Regions from separate parts of the Mus musculus genome. Here all the other regions are linked to region 1. A link is a contact called in public Hi-C, HiChIP or PLAC-seq and promoter capture Hi-C data. All regions are on one chromosome and are shown on one strand. The core of a region is the stretch at or near the end of the contact, and the rest is flanking DNA. Distances in the headings are between cores, read along the strand shown.

The links. Promoter capture Hi-C pulls out the DNA fragments that hold promoters and counts their contacts. Hi-C and Micro-C count contacts between places; a contact is called where the count stands out from the background. HiChIP or PLAC-seq counts read pairs in DNA pulled down with a chosen protein or histone mark.
Region 2: a contact with region 1 is called in a promoter capture Hi-C map of embryonic stem cells, with 5 times the contacts expected there. The contact joins the promoter of Bcas2 here to the promoter of Vangl1 in region 1. A contact is called at or near these places in 2 of 39 promoter capture datasets (embryonic stem cells and hippocampal neurons) and 1 of 115 datasets of contacts at active chromatin or transcription factors (trophoblast stem cells).
Region 3: a contact with region 1 is called in a Hi-C map of uterus. The contact joins the promoter of Sike1 here to the promoter of Vangl1 in region 1. A contact is called at or near these places in 2 of 39 promoter capture datasets (embryonic stem cells and hippocampal neurons), 1 of 484 Hi-C or Micro-C datasets (uterus), 3 of 115 datasets of contacts at active chromatin or transcription factors (embryonic stem cells, extraembryonic endoderm stem cells and pancreatic cancer cells) and 1 of 9 other capture datasets (embryonic stem cells).
Region 4: a FOXA1 HiChIP or PLAC-seq map of pancreatic cancer cells shows a contact between it and region 1. The contact joins the enhancer-like site here to the promoter of Vangl1 in region 1. A contact is called at or near these places in 4 of 39 promoter capture datasets (3T3-L1-derived adipocytes, cranial neural crest, hippocampal neurons and 1 more), 1 of 484 Hi-C or Micro-C datasets (pre-pro-B cells), 3 of 115 datasets of contacts at active chromatin or transcription factors (extraembryonic endoderm stem cells, forebrain and pancreatic cancer cells) and 1 of 9 other capture datasets (embryonic stem cells).
Region 5: a contact with region 1 is called in an H3K4me3 HiChIP or PLAC-seq map of embryonic stem cells, with 6 read pairs. The contact joins the promoter of Igsf3 here to the promoter of Vangl1 in region 1. A contact is called at or near these places in 1 of 39 promoter capture datasets (liver) and 1 of 115 datasets of contacts at active chromatin or transcription factors (embryonic stem cells).
Region 6: a contact with region 1 is called in a promoter capture Hi-C map of hippocampal neurons, with 2.2 times the contacts expected there. The contact joins the enhancer-like site here to the promoter of Vangl1 in region 1. A contact is called at or near these places in 5 of 39 promoter capture datasets (the 3T3-L1 cell line, cranial neural crest, hippocampal neurons and 1 more) and 3 of 115 datasets of contacts at active chromatin or transcription factors (cardiomyocytes, embryonic midbrain and pancreatic cancer cells).
Region 7: an H3K27ac HiChIP or PLAC-seq map of extraembryonic endoderm stem cells shows a contact between it and region 1, with 4 times the contacts expected there. The contact joins the promoter of Dennd2c here to the promoter of Vangl1 in region 1. A contact is called at or near these places in 7 of 39 promoter capture datasets (cranial neural crest, embryonic stem cells, frontonasal cranial neural crest and 3 more), 1 of 484 Hi-C or Micro-C datasets (embryonic stem cells), 2 of 115 datasets of contacts at active chromatin or transcription factors (extraembryonic endoderm stem cells and stem cell-derived neural progenitor cells) and 1 of 9 other capture datasets (embryonic stem cells).

The regions. Positions count from the first base shown.
Region 1 is chr3:102,203,354-102,206,053 of GRCm38.p6, reverse strand. It overlaps Vangl1 (VANGL planar cell polarity 1), which reads left to right and starts at 1,361. Exons shown (of 8, transcript NM_177545.5): 1 at 1,361-1,542. Gm16160 (a long non-coding RNA gene) reads right to left here and starts at 2,214. Exons shown (of 3, transcript XR_375921.3): 1 at 1,784-2,214; 2 at 1-253.
Region 2 is chr3:103,170,250-103,172,949 of GRCm38.p6, reverse strand. Bcas2 (breast carcinoma amplified sequence 2) reads right to left here and starts at 1,295. Exons shown (of 7, transcript NM_026602.4): 1 at 1,085-1,295; 2 at 910-1,002. The coding sequence starts at 1,177.
Region 3 is chr3:102,994,379-102,997,078 of GRCm38.p6, reverse strand. It overlaps Sike1 (suppressor of IKBKE 1), which reads right to left and starts at 1,339. Exons shown (of 5, transcript NM_025679.3): 1 at 1,112-1,339; 2 at 818-923. The coding sequence starts at 1,270.
Region 4 is chr3:101,492,637-101,495,336 of GRCm38.p6, reverse strand. No RefSeq gene overlaps it. Among named protein-coding and RNA genes, the nearest start is that of Gm40109, 14 kb to the left of the region's middle. Within about 2 kb of position 1,291, at least 63 of the 459 cell types and tissues checked have an H3K27ac peak or open chromatin away from gene starts, as enhancers often do. A contact at or near this core is called in forebrain and pancreatic cancer cells, where this site is marked.
Region 5 is chr3:101,375,798-101,378,497 of GRCm38.p6, reverse strand. It overlaps Igsf3 (immunoglobulin superfamily, member 3), which reads right to left and starts at 1,373. Exons shown (of 11, transcript NM_207205.2): 1 at 1,296-1,373; 2 at 6-692. The coding sequence starts at 48.
Region 6 is chr3:102,762,764-102,765,463 of GRCm38.p6, reverse strand. Tspan2 (tetraspanin 2) reads right to left here. Exons shown (of 8, transcript NM_027533.3): 7 at 196-279. Among named protein-coding and RNA genes, the nearest start is that of Tshb, 19 kb to the left of the region's middle. Within about 2 kb of position 1,348, at least 52 of the 459 cell types and tissues checked have an H3K27ac peak or open chromatin away from gene starts, as enhancers often do. A contact at or near this core is called in hippocampal neurons, where this site is marked.
Region 7 is chr3:103,101,284-103,103,983 of GRCm38.p6, reverse strand. It overlaps Dennd2c (DENN/MADD domain containing 2C), which reads right to left and starts at 1,325. Exons shown (of 19, transcript NM_001384113.1): 1 at 1,246-1,325.

The sequences.
Region 1 (2,700 bases), core at 112-2,611:
TAAGTGGTAAGGTGAATGGGACTCCGTTTCCAGACTTCTTTGGCTTTCCCACCTTAGCAGCTAAGCATGCCGGGCAGACAGCTGGATTTACCCGAGGAAACGGGATGCTGGACTCTAGATCTGCTCTCCGGAGTCATTTAGAGGCTGCAGTTCAGGTACATGCAGATGGTGGGGTCATTGGAGTCTGGAGGCTAGGAGTGTGGAACATCGTCCTGCCACCGTGAACATCTGGGTGTACTTAGAAGGACGTGGCCTGGATGGTGGAGAAAATGGAATATAGAGGAGTTAGGAAAAAGCAGACAGTAAGGACTTCCTGAGGCTACAGGTTCCCAAACAAGGCTACTTCACAAAGAGCCTGCATTTTCGCAAGGCAAATCACCCCCAGCATTCCTGCAAACAAACTGCAGATTCAGCACTTCCCGCTGTGCGTGCCTTCGCGGGAGCATTTTGTCATGGCAGCTATAGATCTGTCATTCTGGGCATGGATTCTATGACGACTAAGAAAGAAGGGTGAGAATATTCACAAAAACAGTTGCCAACTGTTCTGCACTTTCTAATACTAGAATTTCAACCCTTCAAGGACATTAGAGTCCTCACCACTATCCAGACAGGGAAAGGAAGCTTAGCGAGGGAAGTGGTCTCAATCGGTCTGGAACTTTTGGCTCCCTGCCTTCAGAGATGCGCTCTCCTGGTAGTTTCCAGTAGGCAGGCATGTCTGCTCTGGTAGAAGAGGAGCGGGGAGAAGCTGCTGTAGGACTGTGGGCGTTGGTGGTTACGGGCTGGGTCATCTCTTGAGCTACATTGGAGTTTAAGTGTATTATGTGTGCTGAAAAATGTATGAGTTGGGGGAGGGGTAGAAATTGGTTCTTGAGCCATGTGGATATGCGGGTTGGAGCTTTTAATGATGGCAAACAATGAGGGCTTGGATTTTATGCACAATTGTAAGTGTGTGTGTGTGTGCGCGTGCGTGTGTGATCTTGGGGGTATGTTGGGGTGCTGGGTGGAGAGACATCAACCCCTGCGTCATGTATTCAGGAATTCAGGATGAAATTTGTTAGGCTGTGTGCTAGTGGGTCCACTTGGGAGGGGAGATGTCAGTCCCTGGCCAGGCCGTGTGTGTGTGTGTGTGTGTGTGTGTGTGTGTGTGTGTGTGTGTGTTCAGGATGAGATTTGTTAGGCTGTGTGCTAGTGGGTCCACTTGGGAGGGGAGATGTCAGTCCCTGGCCAGGCCGTGTGTGTGTGTGTGTGTGTGTGTGTGTGTGTGTGTGTGTGTGTGTGTGTGTGTCCCCGTGCCCCGCCCTCCGCTGCAGGTGGGCCGGGCCGGCAGCGGGGCCCGCAGCGCTCGCAGCTCTTGGCTGGCGGCCGCGCCGGGCTAGCAGGGCTGGGCTGGGGCTGCGGGGCGGCGCCGGGACAGGAAGCGGAAAGCAGCAGAGACCAGCGGCCGCGGCGGGGCTGTGCCTCCACTGCAGCCCAGCGCAGGCCGCGGAGCCCGGGCGCTGCAGCCGAGAGCGCGGGCGTGGAGCGCGACGGGCCGGCGCCGGGGTGAGTCCCGGGAGAGGCGGGCGCGGCGCGGCGCGGCGGCTCGAGACTGAGCTGGGTGGGAGGTCAGGCCAACTGCGGGTGTCCCTGCTCCCCAGCAGTCCGACTGGGGTCCGGGCCCTCGGACCGGGAGACCCCTGGGTTCCTCCGGGTCGAGCTCCCCGAGACGCGGGTCCTTCCATCCCTGCCCCGGGCTCTCTCCGCTCCATTCCAGTGCTCGGAGTCCTGGGGCAGCCTGCGCTACCTCGGACTTCTTTGCCTTGTCTGGCCTTCGGAGTGCGCCCCTGAGTGCGCGTGCCGGGTGGTGGCCAGGGAATGACGGCGTGTCGGAGGCAACCAGTGGCTGGACGCGCCTTGCAGGGCAGAACGCGATGGGGGTCCCCGCCAGGACCCGGGGTCAACTGGCCGGTTTTCCAGCACAGGAACGGAGCTGGCTCGTGTTTCTCACTTCGCTTACAAAACCGCAGCCCGGGAGGCCTGGGGGGCGCGGCCAGTTGCGCATCGCGGAGCGCAACAGGCAGGTAGTTTACTTTCAAAAGCGCCGGGGCGGAGCAGAGGCGAGCAGCCAGTCCCAGCCAAAGGAGGAGTCCCTGTCCTGGGCAACCTCGCCGCACTCGGGCAGCCTTAGACACCAGTCGAACCTTATTTCATCCTGCAGCCATTGAACTGCCCCGAGCAGCGCGCCCAGAGAAGTGTGAAGCTTTATAAAAATTTAAAAGCGTCGGTGGTGGAAGCAGGAGTGGGGGCGGAGCCGTAGCCTGGTGGGCTAAGTGATGAGGAGAGGAGAGTCGGAGCCGGGCAATCTCAATTTTCATGTCTCCAAACCGGGTGTGATGCCCAGATCGCGAAGATGAGCTCCTTCTGAAGTTCATGGAGGGGTGGCAGGGGTCTTTATTGGCATGGTTGTGTGGTTGGTGCGTGCGTTAGTTTGAACCCGTTTGAGGGGACTGTGGTCAGGAGTGCGCGCGCCCTTACAGGCGAATTCCAAAAGTTAGCTGTGAAGACTAGTGTTTTCACTGACGTGTTTATACGTTTTACGGGGTTTGCTGAAAAAATATTATAAGTTATGTCACCAATCAACAATACTAATTAGCCTTCTCCTTCTAGTGGGCGTGTTGATTACACAGCTCCTAGGCTCTGTAAGTGCCATGGCAGAAACCG
Region 2 (2,700 bases), core at 46-2,545, 970 kb before region 1:
CCCTGTAGTCAGCCAGCTGTGGAACTCTGAAAACAGCTTTAATCCCAGCCCCACGTCACGTTGTAATTCACAACACACAACAGTCTTGAATCATTTCAGGAAGTCTCCGCTGCTGCATGACGAACTGACACAGTGTAAACTGTTTGGGTACAGTGTAAATGGTGAAGTCACATGATGTAACATGGACCAGAGCTTAGATCTGGGACTTGAGTTTTCAATTAATTTCTGGGTTAGTACTTTTTACTCTTGCCAAATTTCTTGCAGCTCCCACATCAGTTATGAAACCCCCACTGAGGAGTCACAACCCAGTTTAAAAACCTGGCATCTAGATCCGAAGTATCACACATCCCTGCGCATGGAGCAGTCTCCTTTCAGCCTGAAAGTGCTTCTAACAACATCTAAGTGGTGTTTTTTGGTTGCACTTGTAGAATAACCACTTAAAAACAGCATGCAGTTAGACATGCTTGTTCAGGCATTCATACACCTGTTAACTATCTGAGACTTGGTACAAAAGAATCTCCCTCCAGGGGTGGCAAAGAGTACAGGTACTTAAGATTATAAATATTAAAATCTCGTGAGTGATACCTGTTCTTGAGTGGACCTTAGAGAATAAAGGGCCCTTTTGTGAAATGTACCATGACTCTTCTACACACACACACACACACACACGGAGGTGCACACTATTAAACAAATCTGCAGAAACTAATGGAGCATTTCGCAGGTTCTTGTAGTACGAAGCCCGTGACATGCGCATCTGGCGGTTTCAAACCGACTCACACCTACATGGCACTCAGTACGAGCTGCAGGCACCAGCTAACTTGGAAGGTGGAGTTCACTTTACACAGCTAAAGCCCTCACTCCCGTATCAAAGTCCGCAAGCCTCCTGGCTTACTTCAAAGGCACACTTACTTCAAAGGCAGAATAATCCGGGGCCGTCAGGTAGCTCAGGTAGTTCTTGGTAGGTCGGTATCTGCGCGTCTCCTCCTCCACCAGGGCCGCCGCCTAAGAACGAGAACAGGCCAGGGTCGCGGCGGGAAAGGGCGGCGTGCCTTCGGCGGACCCGCCGCACATGACCCGCACTCACCGCTTCCCGCACGCCGGGTGCCTCATAGCCTTGGTCAAAATATGGTAGCGCATCTACCACCACCTCTCCGGCTACCAAGCCCGTGCCCGCCATCGCGCGGCACTAGGCTTCAAGAGCGCCTTCTGAGTCTGCGCAGCCTCGGTTCTAATTCCACTGCGCCTGCGCCTGGAATGACGTCACACACGCCGCTGCCTTTGGGGCTTCGATTCGGGCGCACGCGCAGTTGGTAATTATAGCCACTAGGCTCTAAGCCTAAGCATCACGTGCTGGCGTGCCGGGGTGCCTTTCTTTGTATGGGTGCCGTTTTTTTTTTTTTTTTTTTTGAAGGAGTGGGTAGGGCAGACTTCGGAAGAGGTGGTTGCTGGACTTGGCTGGAGGGGAGAAATATATTTTCCACATCCTTTAACCTTCCATTGTTTAGACTCACATAGTGCTGGGCTTCTAGCGCTCCCTTGCTTTATCCTCATTTCGCAGCCGGTCCCTTAAGAATGTTCTTTTATAGAAACTAGAAATGTGCGCCTATTTTCCAATTAAATTTTTAGATCCAACAACCTGAGGGGTGCGGCTCAATGGCAAAACCAGGTCAGTCCGCAGCACTGCAAACACCTCATCCCTTCCATGACTGTAATTATAACTATAAAATGCCTCATTTTAGAAGCTCTGCCTTGGAGTGGAGGCAACTCAGGGGAGAGCTAGAAGCCCAGAAAAAGGGAAACTCACAGGAATATGCTAGGGTGACCATAAGACTTGAAGCAACAGGGGATATAGGACCTGAAATGGCCACCTCCTGGAACCAGGCAAGACTTCCAATGGATTGATGGGGACACCAATCTACCCACAAAACCAAAATTTGTCCTGCTTACAAGATGTGTGGGGATAAAGATGGACTAGAAACTGAGGGGATGATCAAGGCCCAACTTGAGACTCATCCCATGAGAGCAAGCCCACCCCTGACACTATTAATGTTTTGCTACACTTCCAGACAGGAGAGGCTTCGCCCAACAGCTGCTGGAAACAGATGGAAAGATCCACAGCCAAACATTAGGCAGAGCTCTGGGAATCTTGTGGAAGAAGGGGAGGAAGGAATGAAGGAACCAGAAGGGTCAAGGACACCACAAAAAAAGCCATACAGAATCAACTAACCTGGTCCCGCAGGGGTTCACAGAGACTGATCCACCAACCAAAGAGGCTGCAATGGACAGTCCTGGATCCTTACACACATGTAACAGATATGCAGCTTCTGTGGGACCCCTAACAGCTGGAGCAGGGGCTGTCTCTGACTCTGCCTTTGGACCCCCTTCCCCTAACTGGGCAGCCTTGTCTAGCCTCAACAGAAGATAGGCCTAGTCTTACTGCAACTTGCTATGCCAAGGCTGATATCCACGGGAGGCCTCCCCTTCTCTGAGGAGAAAGGGAGAAGATGGGGAAAGGAGAGAAGAGAGGGAGTAGGAGGATAGGTGGGAGGGAAGGCTGTGATCAGATAAAATAATGAGAAAATCTTGCTATTTTTTGTCTTTAGGGCCTATACAAAACCCAATCATTTTTGCCTTTAGGATTTGTGGTAATAAAATATTACTCCACGTTGCCTCTCAACCCCTCAGGCTGTAGTTAGCATA
Region 3 (2,700 bases), core at 90-2,589, 790 kb before region 1:
TCTAGGCAGTAGAGTCTTGTGCAAATAAAATGGGACGTGTAATCACGAGGCACGGATTTGAATTCAGTTTTCTAATTGACTTCTCAGAAGCAAAAATGAGCTCATTAAAATTAAAAAAAAAAAACTACATTTTGTTGATTTGTGTGAACCACGGCACATGTCGGGTCAGAGAAGAACCCCCAGGAGTCAGTTCTCTCCTTAAACCACGTAGGCCCTTGGAATGGCCTCAGATCCTCCAGCTTGGCAGTTCAGGCCTTCTGGCTGGTTCCAACTGGTGTCTGTGAACCTGTTTCTTAGCTGCATTGTGTAAATACTTGGTCAGGGGCATAGAGTGGAATGGCAGATGTAAAAGGGCTCCATCAGACAACTACCATCCTGCTGTCATCAACAACCCTAAGACTATGTATTTGGGGGACGAAGTTCTAGCCTTCCATCTTGCACAGGAACATTAAAGAAACGTCGATCTTAACTTTAGTGTTCACTCTAATATCGAAATGTTACATTTGGAGACTATGAACTTTAGTTATAGAAGCCTCCATTTGGTATGTGGTCACTCCCCAGCCATCTAACAATTCAACTCTGCTAAACTACTGAATACATCTTTCAAGGTCATCAACCAGGAAGACTTTTAAAAGAGCAATCTAACAGATTTTACTGTTACCAGTTGACCCTTGAAGCACTGATCTAAATATATGTATGCGATGTGCACGCTTGTGAACTGTTCAGGCACTTGTGTAAGAATGTCCAAAGTAGTATTACCAGAAAAAAAAAATCCTAGACACACACACACACACACACACACACACGCCTGACTAACCTCTGTTTTCCTGCTGTAAGTCTCTAATCTGGGTATTCTCTTGAGACAGCAGAATGTGAGGTTTATATTTAGACATGTCCTTCACGTCGGATGCATCCTCTTGATACTGGACAGAAAGACAGACTAAGGCACTGTAAACATGGGCAGGTGCTGCGGAGGAGGCAGCAGTCCCACCCACGACACAGGAAGCTCACACATCCGCCCTGCCCTCCAGACCAAGATAAATCAGGCCGCGCGACCCCACCCACCCGCCCGCAGCGTCCACCCCTGGGCGCGGCTCGGCCCCCGGCCGACCTGCTCGGGTAACACGGCGCCCGCCTCCCGCATCGCCGCCACCCGCCGGTGCAGCGCAGCCGACTGGTCCACCAGCGACTCGGCCGCCGCATCGTGCTCGCGCAGCCGCTCCAGCAGCGTCTTGGCGTCCGTCAAGATCTTCTCGATCGTGCAGCTCATAGTGGCCGAGGAGGCGCGCCGGGCCCGCTAGCCTAGGCGCTTCGCTCAGACCTTACCCGGCCCTGGCTCAGCGCGAATCGCGTCACTTCCGGGTGCACTTTAAAGGCGTGGTGGCATCTCGGTCGGCGCCTGCGCAGAGGTGGACTCTTGGTTACCCTCAGGCTTCGCCACAGCCTTAGCCTTTCTAGGGTGGAGCAGCAGAGGTCGGATTGGTGCCACATCCTGGTTTTTCACGAAGTTATTTCTGTTCCGGTCTTAGTTCAACTTTTCTTCTGGTTTTGATTGATGTAGTTTGTTATTTAGTAATGGGATTGTAACAAACTGATGAAACAGATACTCACCCCCAATAAGTGGTAAAATACACCGGAACCTCTCCTTTCCTCCCTCCCTCCTTCCATTTCTTCTCTTCTTTCTCCTCACCTCCCCCTTTTCCTTTTTTCCTTCCCTCCCTTCTTCCTTTAAACGGTGAGCAGTGTCTGGGAATGACATCTGAGGTTGTCCTTTGACTTCCACAACTGCACTTGTGTATGCAATCAGTTAGATGCACACGCGTGTGCACATACACAAAGGAAAATCTTTCCTTAGTGCAATGTTGGAAGCCTTTTGATTTGGGAGCTATTCTGCTATTCTACAGCACTATGGCTGACTGTGTTTAACGAGTACGGTGGCTGACAGGGAATTCTTTCCTAAAATATTTTTGTCCAAAAGAGTCTAGGACAGTAGAATAGTAGTAATGCTGTGTTTTAAAGAATCATTTTCCCTGTCCTACAGTCTCTTTTATCTTGAGTTCAGATGTAAAGTTTAGAAACACGTGATGTTTGGTGTACTTTTGTGATTTGGGGAAATGCCTATTGTAAAAATTTTACACTTACAAAACTGTGTTAAGAGGTTGCCTCTGGGAAGATGAAATAATTTTCATTCGGAAGGAAAACAACTTTGGGAAAACAGAATAATAGCCTCGAATAAGTTTACAACAAAGACCAGGATATATTTGCAAACGTTTTGTGAGGAGCGTTTCCCAGGACTCTTAGAAATACTTGAGGAGTACACAACCCCCTTGAAGTCACACAGGATGAGGGCTCAGATTATGTGAGCTGGACATTAAGGGGTAAAGATCCCCTCAGTTCTGGAGAAATTGGGGGACACTTGAAGGTTGTACTGGTAGCCCAAATAAACTTACCTAAGGCATGTGGGCATAGGTTAGGACATTAGGAAGGGCTGAAGTGGGGACAAGTTTTCGGTTGCCAGCAGTATAAGTCTCAGGTGAGAAGGGAGGGGCCTCTCCTGATGCTCCCAGCCACCGTGCATGAGAATACCCAACTGTGAACAGGCTAGTTTATTTGTTTCTAACATTTCACTTAGTTTCCCCCCCTTGTCTCCCTGGTATTCTTTAACTCTTAATTCCTTACATTTATATATTGGATTGTAGC
Region 4 (2,700 bases), core at 42-2,541, 710 kb after region 1:
TGGCTCAGCTTTTCAAGTAGCTGAGATTATAAACACACCACACACACCAGGCACAGCTGTTGTTTTTCTTATTGCCTTTTAGACAAAGAATCCACCGAAGGCTCACAGACCTTTCTAAAGCAGGCAGTGAGAGTTGGTGAAACAAAACCCCTAAGCCAAACACATCTCACAACTCACTGCCCATGAAGTTGTCCATTGTACTAAAATAAAGTTTTATTGAAACACAGCCACACTAGTCTGTTTCTATATTGTCAGGTCATTCACTCTCTGGCCCTTTATAGAAAATGTTTGCCAAGCCCTGCTCCGAGTAATAATGTGACTAACTCAAAGTATTACTGTTTAGAGGTGTTTCCCATTCGTGCTGGGTAGTTTTATGCCAACTTGACACGAACTAGTTATCAGAGGGCATGGAGCCGCAATTGAGACAACGTCTTTATAAGATTGGGCTGTAGCCAAGCATGTAGGGCGTTGTCTTAGCTATTGATCAATGGGAGAAGGCTCAGCCCATTGTGGGTGGTGTCATTCCTGGCCTGGTGGTCCTGGGTTCCACAAGAAAGCAGGCTGAGCAAGCCATGGGGAGCAAGCCAGTGAGCAGCACTGCCTCTGTATCAGCTCCGGCCTCCAGGCTCCTGCCCTGTCTGAGGTGCTATACTGAATTCTTCAGTGATGAATGGTGATGTGGAGGTGTAAGCCAAATAAACCCTTTCCTCCCCAGCTTGCTTTTGGTTATGGAGTTTCATCATAGCAATAGTAACCCTGACTAAGACACCAATCAACTCCATTTTTACTGGAAGTCATTTTGAGATTAGTACCAACTGTTCTACAGATGAAGAAACTGAGGCCCAGAAAGGAGATGGCTCGCCCAAGGTGACACAGACAGCAAGAGGCAAAACCGGAAACCAAACCCAGCCACCAGCGCTCCGAAGAGGGCTGAACAACTGAACAACTGCAGCTGTTGCTGGAGCCTGAATGTGCTTCTCATCTGCCCAGCCGCAGAGTGGCAGCAGCTGGCGGTGTTGACTGTGAGAAGACAGGGGCCGGGAAGCAACTGTACATGATGTAGATACTCAGGAGTAATCTCAAAGAGCAGACAATGTCACCAGGAGCTTTCTGTGCATAGGAAAGGCGGCTAGCTCACAGAAGTCTGCCCACCACAAGCCATGTGTGGCTTCTGTAAATCTCTAACAGTTAATCACATGACTGCTCAAGCCGCGGCAGTCTTCCCACCCAGGCTTGGACAGACCTTTCTCAGCTTGCCAAGGAGCTGCTCAAGAACCTGAACGGCTGTCACATCACTTGTGTGAGAGAGCCCTCTAGTGTCCATTTCTGGTATTGCCTCCCTTGCCATGGGCTCTGTAGACAACAGGGACACTGTTTTTCTAGGTCTTTTGACTTTAAGGAACTCATCTAGTACAGTAGACTTAAAAGGTGTTGCTCTCTTCAGAGCTCCCTGAAGAGGCTGTTATGCAAAGCCTAACTACACTACCATTGGGCATTGCCTGTTTGCAGGTTTTCCCTTCAGTTCTGACTCCGTGGCCTTTCATAGGCTCTGGAGTTCAGTCTGCAGACAGATTTGACCTTCCACAACAACTTGACATATGGGAAGCTGTCTCAGTTGCCTCCAGCTAAGCTCTGTTTCCGGAAGTATTTTGTGTTGTCAGTTTGGGGTGGTTAATTTTTATGGAGATCGAAAAATATATTTTTATTGCCTTTTATATATTTATTTTGTGTTGGGGGCTATGCATGTTTGCTACCATGCTTGTGTGGAGGACAGAGGACAACCTGAAGCAGTCAGTCCCAGGGATCAACTTCAGGCTTGGTGCCAAGTGCCTTTAACTTGCTGATACACCTTACTGTCCTCAATTCTGCAGAGGGTGATGTTTGAGATAGGGTCTTGCTAGGTGCCTTCGACTGGTTTCAAACTCCCTATCTTCCTGCCTCTACGTCTTTGTACTGGGATAACTGGTGTGACCCACCACCACCCAAGCTGCCATGCTACACTATTTTAATTGTTTATCAACGTTGTATACACTGGGATTGTCAGCGTGGCTGAAAGCAGCAGGTGACGCTTGTTTTGAGTCCCTGTGCTCAGCAGTAGTCAGAAGCGGTAGCCGAGGCCCAGGAGCTGCTGTCTCATCTGACAGGCAAGGACTCTGTAGGACCAATGTTCACAACTTCCTGTTGCTGATTGCCTCGCACTTAATCACAGAGAATCATCTGTATGAGAGCTACTGGCCTGGGGTTGGGGGGGGGGGGGCAGGTGCTGTGCTGAACCCCCATGTGCTGACACAGGCACCACGGTTCCCAATTTTCAGATGTGACTCAGAGTCCAAAGCTCTGAGCAGCTTGCCCATGGCCTAACATCAAGCATCAGATCAATGTGTCTAAGTGCTATGGCCAGGGAGGCCTGGATTTAACCCAGAAAGCAGCAGCAGTCGGACCACATCTCTCTCAATGCCCCAGGTCGCTCTGAATCCCAGCTCTGGACCTGAAAATCTCCCCTGTTGAAGAGCGGACTTGTGTCAGGTCGTGTGTGGCCGACTCAGAAAGGAGTTCCCAGTTACTAGGTTTCCCTTTCTGTCCATAACGAATTTGAAGGAAGGCAATGGCTTGTGGTAGACACACAGGCTCCCTTTGCTTTCTGTTGAACATCTGCCTTGAGCGCTTTCTGTTGTTGCCTGTCTGGTGCTCTGAGGTCCT
Region 5 (2,700 bases), core at 124-2,623, 830 kb after region 1:
CTTACCCAGCACAGCCAGACAGCTCAACACTGGGAAAAAGCACTTCATGTCGGCGGCAGCGGCAGCAGGAAAAGGACACTGCACAGGGCACCGTGCTTTTCCCACCGCCTAATCTCTCATTACTGCCAATCCACTTATAGCTCCAGGGAACAGTTTGGAAACAGAACTTCACAGGGAAAATGAGAGCCAGTCAAAGACAGAGTAGTCAGAAGGAGGGAGTTGGGGGCAGGGGAGGGGAGTGGCGTGGCGTGTGCAATAGAGTCCTCTATGCCTAAGGCAGGGGCCAGAGCAATTCCGAAGGCGCTCAAGGTTTCTGCCACATTGTATATGCCTTGCAGACTCCACCGGAACTATGGATTCTGGTGGATTAATCCTCGAGGAAAACGGGAGGAAAGAGTCTGAGAAAATCCTTTCATGCGCTGATTATACAGAAATGTCCTTGGCTTCGCAGTGAAGGTGTCTGAGATCGCTCATTCGGATCCCCCAAAGGGAACCAGGCAGGTTTTGTCAAAACCCAAGACAGCCAAAACACCCGGATTGGTAAAGACACTTCGGATTTCTTCATCAAAAAGTCCATCTCCATCCATAGTGAGAGGTCACGGTACCGTCACCTGCCCCAGAACCTCCCAGGGCACACGAAGTAAGCTGGCATTTGATAGCTCGAGAGTGGTCCCACAAAAGCCCGCAGATTCCTAAAACAAACACAACAGACATTTATCTAAGGCCAACACAACCGCCGCAAAACCGAGAGAGGCCAAAGCACCCGACTGGCCAGCCGAGCCACCTGGGTCCCTTCCCTGGGCGAGGGCAGCCCATGTGTGCATCCTGACCTTGTACAAATCTTACCTTCCGTTCCCCACGCCTCAGTTTCCCCGCCCAGAGCAGGGCAATTATGATTGTTCTCAAAACACTTTCACCAAATGCCTCTCTCACTCGCGGGCTTTTCCCGTCACGGTTTACGGAGCGGGGCGCGGCAGGCAGCCCCACCCTCGGCAGCGCGGGTCGCCACGGGGCTGGCGCGGGGCCGCGACTCGGGGCGCCGACCGTGGGAGCCGGGGCGCGCCGCGTCCCAGGTGGCCCGCTATTGTTTTACCTCCCCGGCGGTTGAGTCTGAGACACTGGCAAAGAAAAGGGTCCGAAAAGGGGCTCGGGGCTCCGCTTGCGGCAAGCTGAGCCCGCCCGGCGCGATCCGGCTCCGACGGAGAAAGGGGCTTGGGCCCGGGGCGGGACGCCGATCGCCACGCCACAGTCCCCGCGCCCCCAACCCGGATCCGCGCCCGCCCGCCCGCGCTCACCTCGCCCGGGGCCCCGCAGCTCCCAGCAACCGAACGCTCGCCGGTCCTGTGTCCCGCACGCCTCCCAAGACGCACGGCTTCCTCCTCGCCTCCCGCAGCGGCTCAGGCCGTCCTGCTCCCGCCCCGCCCCAGGCCCCGCCCTCCAGCTCCGGCCTGGCCCGCAGCTCCCCGCGAGGCGAGCAAGGGCGAAGGCGGTGGCCTCACGGGGACACGCCCCCGGAACGCCCCGCCCACCGCCCCGGCGCTCTCTGGCTGCACCCGCACGCAGCTGCGGACCACCTGGGATGAGCTGATGGAAAGTTAACCTGGGGTTCGCGCCCCAAGGGCCCCTCCCAAAGCCCAGGCTCCCGGGGACGCGTCTTTCGCCCGGTAAACAATAGCAAAACGCTTCGCTGGAGACTTGAGTCTATTTCTATAACAAACCTCCACATTGTGCTTCACTCTAGCATAATCTGGACCCCAGAGACAGCCTAGGTTCATAGCCTTAGCTTCTGTGTTGCTTAACCTCTCTGTGCCTCAGTCTGCTCATCTGTCACAAAGAGTAAATAAGCTCTGCTTAATAGGGTTGTGTGAGGTGTCCACGTCATTCTTGTAAAGCACTTAGCGGAATGCCTCATATGTCAAAAGCACTCAGTTACAAATGAACTGTCATTAGTTTCTTAACAGTGCTATCCATGCAAGTGGCACCATACTTACTCAATATTATCAAACACAAGGAGCTAAAAACGACTCGTTACAGGAGCAGGTTGGATCGTACTGCCCTTGCAGACTTGTGATCTACTTGGGAACACTAACAGTAGGCCATACATAAATGGTGTGGAATGAACCCATTCCAACACTGTGTTCCTGGGGTGAAGTGCTGGGCTGGGTAAGGCCCAGGAAGCCTTGTCCTAGAGAAAACGGAGTATAAAACCACGGAACAAGGGAGGAGGGGTACAGAGGACAATGATAGGCCCTGGAAACATAACTTTATATGCCCAGAGAAGAAAGATTCAGTACCTATGAGAAAAAGCCCTGTGGGACCCTAACTAGACTGGAGGAAAGACTGACAGGAAGAGTTATAACAAAAAATCGGAAGGGGGGGGGAGGGCTGGGCTTTAAGCTTACGCCCAGGAGAAAGCCCCTGAATGGTTTGAGTAAGGACCTGTAGCAATCAGAGCTCCATTTTAGAAAAAGCACTTGACCTAGGATTGGAGGGTGGGTGGGAGAGTTTTCCCGGAATATTAAAGATGTTGTGGTGGATCATGGCTGAAAAATCCAGGAAATAGAAGTAACCACACAGGCAGCTATGGGAACAGAGAGGCCCTGGCAATCAGGGGGTGGGCTCCATGGAATGTCTAGGTGGGTGTGAGAGAGGCTCAGTGTCTGAGATCAGGATTCAGAGACGGAAGGATGAAGGTTGGAG
Region 6 (2,700 bases), core at 99-2,598, 560 kb before region 1:
ACTGGAATTTGTGTCATATTTTATATAGTTACTACTGATGTATGTCATTAACTTTGTTCTTAGGAGATGTACTGTGAACAAAAGTCTTTACCCATTATGAGATACAGCCATCTCCAATTGGAAGAGAAATACTATGTAAGGGTTTACTGCTTCTTAGAAGGTAAAAAAAAAGAAGACATTCTAGAACTTTCTTACCGTGAGACCCGCAATCCCAATACCAACAATTCCAATGAGCTGCAGTTTAGCACTGATTACGGTTTCAATTTTGTCGATGCAATTCTGTTTAGAAAAAAAAAAAAAGCCATCCATAAAAACTGATTGTGTGACACATCCCATGACCCAATCCTTCCCTTTGCTATCTGGGTCTGTAAGTTAATGAGTGTAAGCTTCTGCTCACGTGCAAACCATCCCTCATGGGTAACGTCAGCCTGACAGCTGTGAAGCAGAAACACAGTGTCGGGCAAACACAAGTCTCTCTTTTTGGGTAAGATTATCTATTTAGGCCAAAGGTCTGCTTCAGAGCTCTGAAGTATGGTGCTACAAAACTTTCTAGTCAACTCCCCCCCCCCACCCCGACCCCCTCGGCATTCCAAAACTTAAGCCTTTTCTTACTTTCAGTAAAGAAAGATAAAATGCGATATTCTCTAAATTATAACCTCCTCTTTGTCATTTACAATTTAAAAGGAATTTTATACACTTGATGTATTTGACTATGTAAGGTATGCATAACTTATTAAGAGACTAAAAGTCTGCATGGGGTCAAATTAAATTAGGGAAAACCAATCCTTAGGAAAACCAGGTCTTGGGAGTCAGAAGAGCATTTCCTCCAGTGTCAGCTGGGCTGTGGTTCCAACCTTTGACCCTTAGGAAATCTGTGAATCAGGGGTTGGAAGAACATTCAGGGATTGGGGAGGCGGGGAAGGGTAGGAAGGTGAGGTAAGCTGGGCAGGAGGCAGAGGGGACTGTCTGTAACCATTACTAGCTTCCCAGTGACAAACACTTCCACTTGGAGACTTCCTACACAGAGGTACTCTCAGCCCAGATGCATCCTCAGGGCACACAAATCTTTAGCATCCTCTGACATCCGCATATGTTAGTTAGCAAATGGTAACCACTCTCATGCCTCCCCTTATATTTAGTGATTCTGCAGATCTCATCTAAGCCACTGGAGTGCGTTGGTGGGTGTGGAGCAGTAAGATATAGCTTCCTCTGCTCTCAGGGGCCTGGTGGAGAGGATGCAGACCCCCAGAGGAACGATAATGCATTCTGCTGAGAGCCTGGAGCACTGCTGGAGACAGCAGTTCCTGGCATGCCAAAGAAAGCCACAGTCCATCCGCAGCCCTTCCAGCCTTTCCCCCTTCACCAGGACTCGGGACTGCCTTCCCTCTGTGCCAGGCTCTGTTGAAGGTAGTGAGAGAGTGTGAAAAGGTACAAGAATCCCTTTCCAACTTCCTCTCCTCAGAGCCAAAGCATCGGTCTGCTCTGTGGAAGGTTAGCTCCTTCTCTGGCTCTGGGTCTCACTCTCTCAGGAAGCCTGCCAGCCACCCTCTTCCCTTCCTTCCCATGCACTCAGCCGTGTTATCTCCATTAACGTTTCCAAGTGACACCAGGCTCACTAGCTCACTCAGTATTTTCAATCTAAAGCAAGCAAAGCAACCTGTCTCCTGCTGCTGCCCCGCCTCCAGCTCTGCCAGCAGCCTGTCTTTCCATTCACAGACGGCTTCTTTTGTGAAAAACAAATTATAAAACATGTACTGGCTTTCCTTATTCACAAGGGAATGCAGAGTCATTGAGATTTGGAAAATAGACATTAATAACAAGAAAATAAGAAACATCTGTCCTCTGCTACGATCAAAACTAATACTGTTGATGATTCTTTGTGCATAAAAGGACCGACCCCCCACACTCGGTTCACTTTCATAGTGATCTGTGTGCTCTCACACTTAACAGAAGAGACTAAAAATATGGCCTTATATTAAATACTTCTGAAATTGGGATTCCTAGTGGCCATAAAACATATTCTATGAAAGGATCATAATTTAAGCAATATCCTGCTGTTGCCTGTTAGGAAATCAGTATTTGGTCATTAATGTATATGTCTTGTAATAAATACCACTGCACAAAAATTTCTATCTGCATTTTCCTCCATTTTTTTCCTTTGTGTGTATGTTTGCCACAGGGGCTGCCAATCTTGTCTTTTGATACTTGGTCTCTCACGGAACTTGGGGTTCACCAATTAGGGTAGGATGGCTGACCATCGAGCCCCAGTGATCATTTGCCTTCACTTTCCCAGCACTGGAATCGCAGGCAGTTCTACCACACCCAGATTTCTCTGCGGTACAAAGGATTAAACCCAGGTCCTCATGCTAGTGTGGTAAACAGTTTATCAGCTGAGCTATCTCCCCAGCTCCTGCACACATTAAAAAATTCCCTTTCTTTAGAATAAACTCTGAGTTTCTAGATGAAAGAGCCTGAGTTCATTTAAGGCTCTGGGTTACATGATTGCACTAATCTTTAGGACCATTATGCCAGCTTTTATAAAATGCTCATTTCACATCTTTCTCACCCATATTGTGTTATTAGTAAAAGGCCAATGTTAAACAATGGGGTCTTGTCATTTAAAGTTGCTTTCATTTCAGATAGCTTCTGATTGCCCATGCTTTTCACGCGTTTAATAGTCATCTGCATTTCATATTTTGT
Region 7 (2,700 bases), core at 76-2,575, 900 kb before region 1:
TGAGACACAATTACTACAGTTGCTGGTTTCTGTCTTTGAAAATACTCCAGATCACTCTTACGTATCCCTAGTAGAAACCTCATGGTTACAGACTGCTATTCCTTTTTAAATTTCCCATCTCTCCCTAAAATACACACACACACACACACACACACACACACACACACACACACACAAGTAGAGAACACAAATGTCTATAATAAAAACTGTACAAATGCCACAGCCACACATTAACTTTGTTTTAGAGAACTCAGATCTTTTTATAAGCAGCCCCTGAATTTGCAAAATAAAAGTCTTGTTTTGAGGCAGTACTCTCAGCTCACTTTATGAAATACCTTCAGCTAATCTAAGGCAAAGTAACAGATTTTCTGATTGGTACAAGCTTCATGGTAAATGATTGCACTACGGTATACAGATAGCATGCTATTTTAGAAAATGTCATGACTCAGTTAAGAATAGCTCTGCTCTTCAAACAATGGTGATTATGTGGAAATGACGCTTAGATAACTTATTTACATAGTAAACAGAAGTTAGAACTTTCTCTAACAATACAGGCGAATCAGTAGTAGCTTTGGGATAAAGGTTTACCAGGGTGCCTACTGTACTAGGCACTTAGTAGTTTTACAAACTACACATGCTCCGGGGTGCATGTGTGTGTGTATCAAACAACAATGCCTGACATTTGTAGAACACTGTCATTCCTCTCAGAACATGAGAACCCATGAGCGTCCCAGTTTTGCACTCCGGGGACACACACCTCTTAGAGTTAACCCTGACGGAGGTGTGACGGTTTGTTTGCGGCTCTGAGCTCCAGAGCGAAGCCTTTTGACTCACAATCTAATCATCATCTTCTCTCCTGGTTACTCCACAGTCCTACTCCAGTCCCACTGTAGGAATTTTATCTTAAAAAACTACTTGACGACTTCCTCTATCGTGCCTGCCCCGTAGTTCCGAAGCAAAGCGCGCGAACACACGCTTTACCGCTTGTCTGAAGTGCTCCGTCCGGGCACGTCCAAGTTCAAGACCGCCTGATAGGCGCGTTTCCTCGCGGCGGCGAGCGCCTGGGCTCCCCGGCCCTGCACCCCCGACCGCGCCCGCGGCTCGCAGGCTGACACCCGCCTTCCCCTGGCCCGAGGTACCCAGCTCTCGGCTGACCACGAACACACGGGACGCCATGGGGCGACGCCAACAGCTGAGCGGCAGAGGCCCCATGGCCCCACTCCCTCGCTGCATCCCGTCGCCTACCTGCCTGGGCCGCGACGCCGCCTCGCGCAGGGATCCCAGACTCGCGTCGGTGGCCTCTGGGATCCAGCGCCCACATCTTCGTCCCGCCCCCACAGGTTCCGCAGTCCCCGCCCTCCAGGCTAAGACACGCCCTCTTTTGCCTGGGCACGCCCCCGAGCTCACCCAGTAAGGCTCTGTCCTTCCAGGGCTCTCCTCAAGGCTCGGAACCCACGCCAGGCGGTCTCTCCGCCCCCAGCGCTGGGGTACCAGTGTGCGCTGCACCGCGCTGGTTCCACGGTGCAGCCCCTGCCCAGGCCTGGAGCCAAAGCTCTATCTCCGGATCTACGGTCTGTGCGACTACACGAGACAGACCTTTACAGCAAGGCAGAGCCTAGTAGAACCAGAGGAGCCAAACAGCAACTTCTTTAAGAAAACCCCAAAGCAGCTCAGGGAGCAAACATTCATCGGGAATGCCAGCTAGTAAAGAGATGCCAATAACGCACCTGGCCCCGGGTTTGGAATCACAAGCCGGATGCCTTTGGTGCCTAGTCCGGGTGCCGACTGGGTTGCCACACCCACTTGAGACTCACGCTTAAATTCTCCCTACCACACGATCTTGCTCAGGTATGCACATGGCTCTGTGCCTGCTGCAAGAATAGCCCAGTTTCACTCTGCGAGACTGGGATGAGTGGAACCTATTTCCCAGCACGATCTAACTGCCCCACCTCACCGCGCCCCGCCCCACTCCACCCCACCCACTCCATCCGACCTTGTGTCTGGTAACCAAACTTCCCTGGCTTGTTCACACAGAGGTACCAAAATAGAAGACTGCCACAGAGAGGTGTTTAATTACACATCGCGGATGACTGTCACCAGCCAACTCAACCAAGACTTGGAAAAAAAAAAAAAAGTCCCAATCCCTTGTGAAGCTATGAGGTGGGGACATGAGGTGGGGACAGTAAAAGGATTACTTTCTACCTGAGGGAGAAGTATTGACAATTCCTTTAAAATACTCCAGTGAGGAAATAAATGTAAATATGGTTTGGAATACATTGCAAACTCCATTGATCCCTTACCTAATGTGTATGTCTTTAAATGTAGACATGTGTGTTCTTTATTATTTTTCAAACTTCTTATCCTCCTACCCCTGCTTCTGGGGTGCAAGCATAGTCCTGAGCCAACACAAGTGGCATTTAATCTAGTCTGTTTGGAAAGTATCACAGATAGTTGTACAAGGTGAAATTCGGGACTAAAACAGCGTTTTTAAGATTTACATTTTGAAGTTTGCATCCACGAAGATTCTTTAGCAGGATGAAGATTTGAATTCCAAGATGAACGTTAATTAACATGCATGTGTTCTACTGCCCTCTCATGGGTAGGATGGAGCTACACCTAATGGTGAGAGGTGTCCTTTAAGTCTGAAGATAATACATAGTAATTTGTATTATTTTAGTGACTAGGAAGCCAACATGAAAT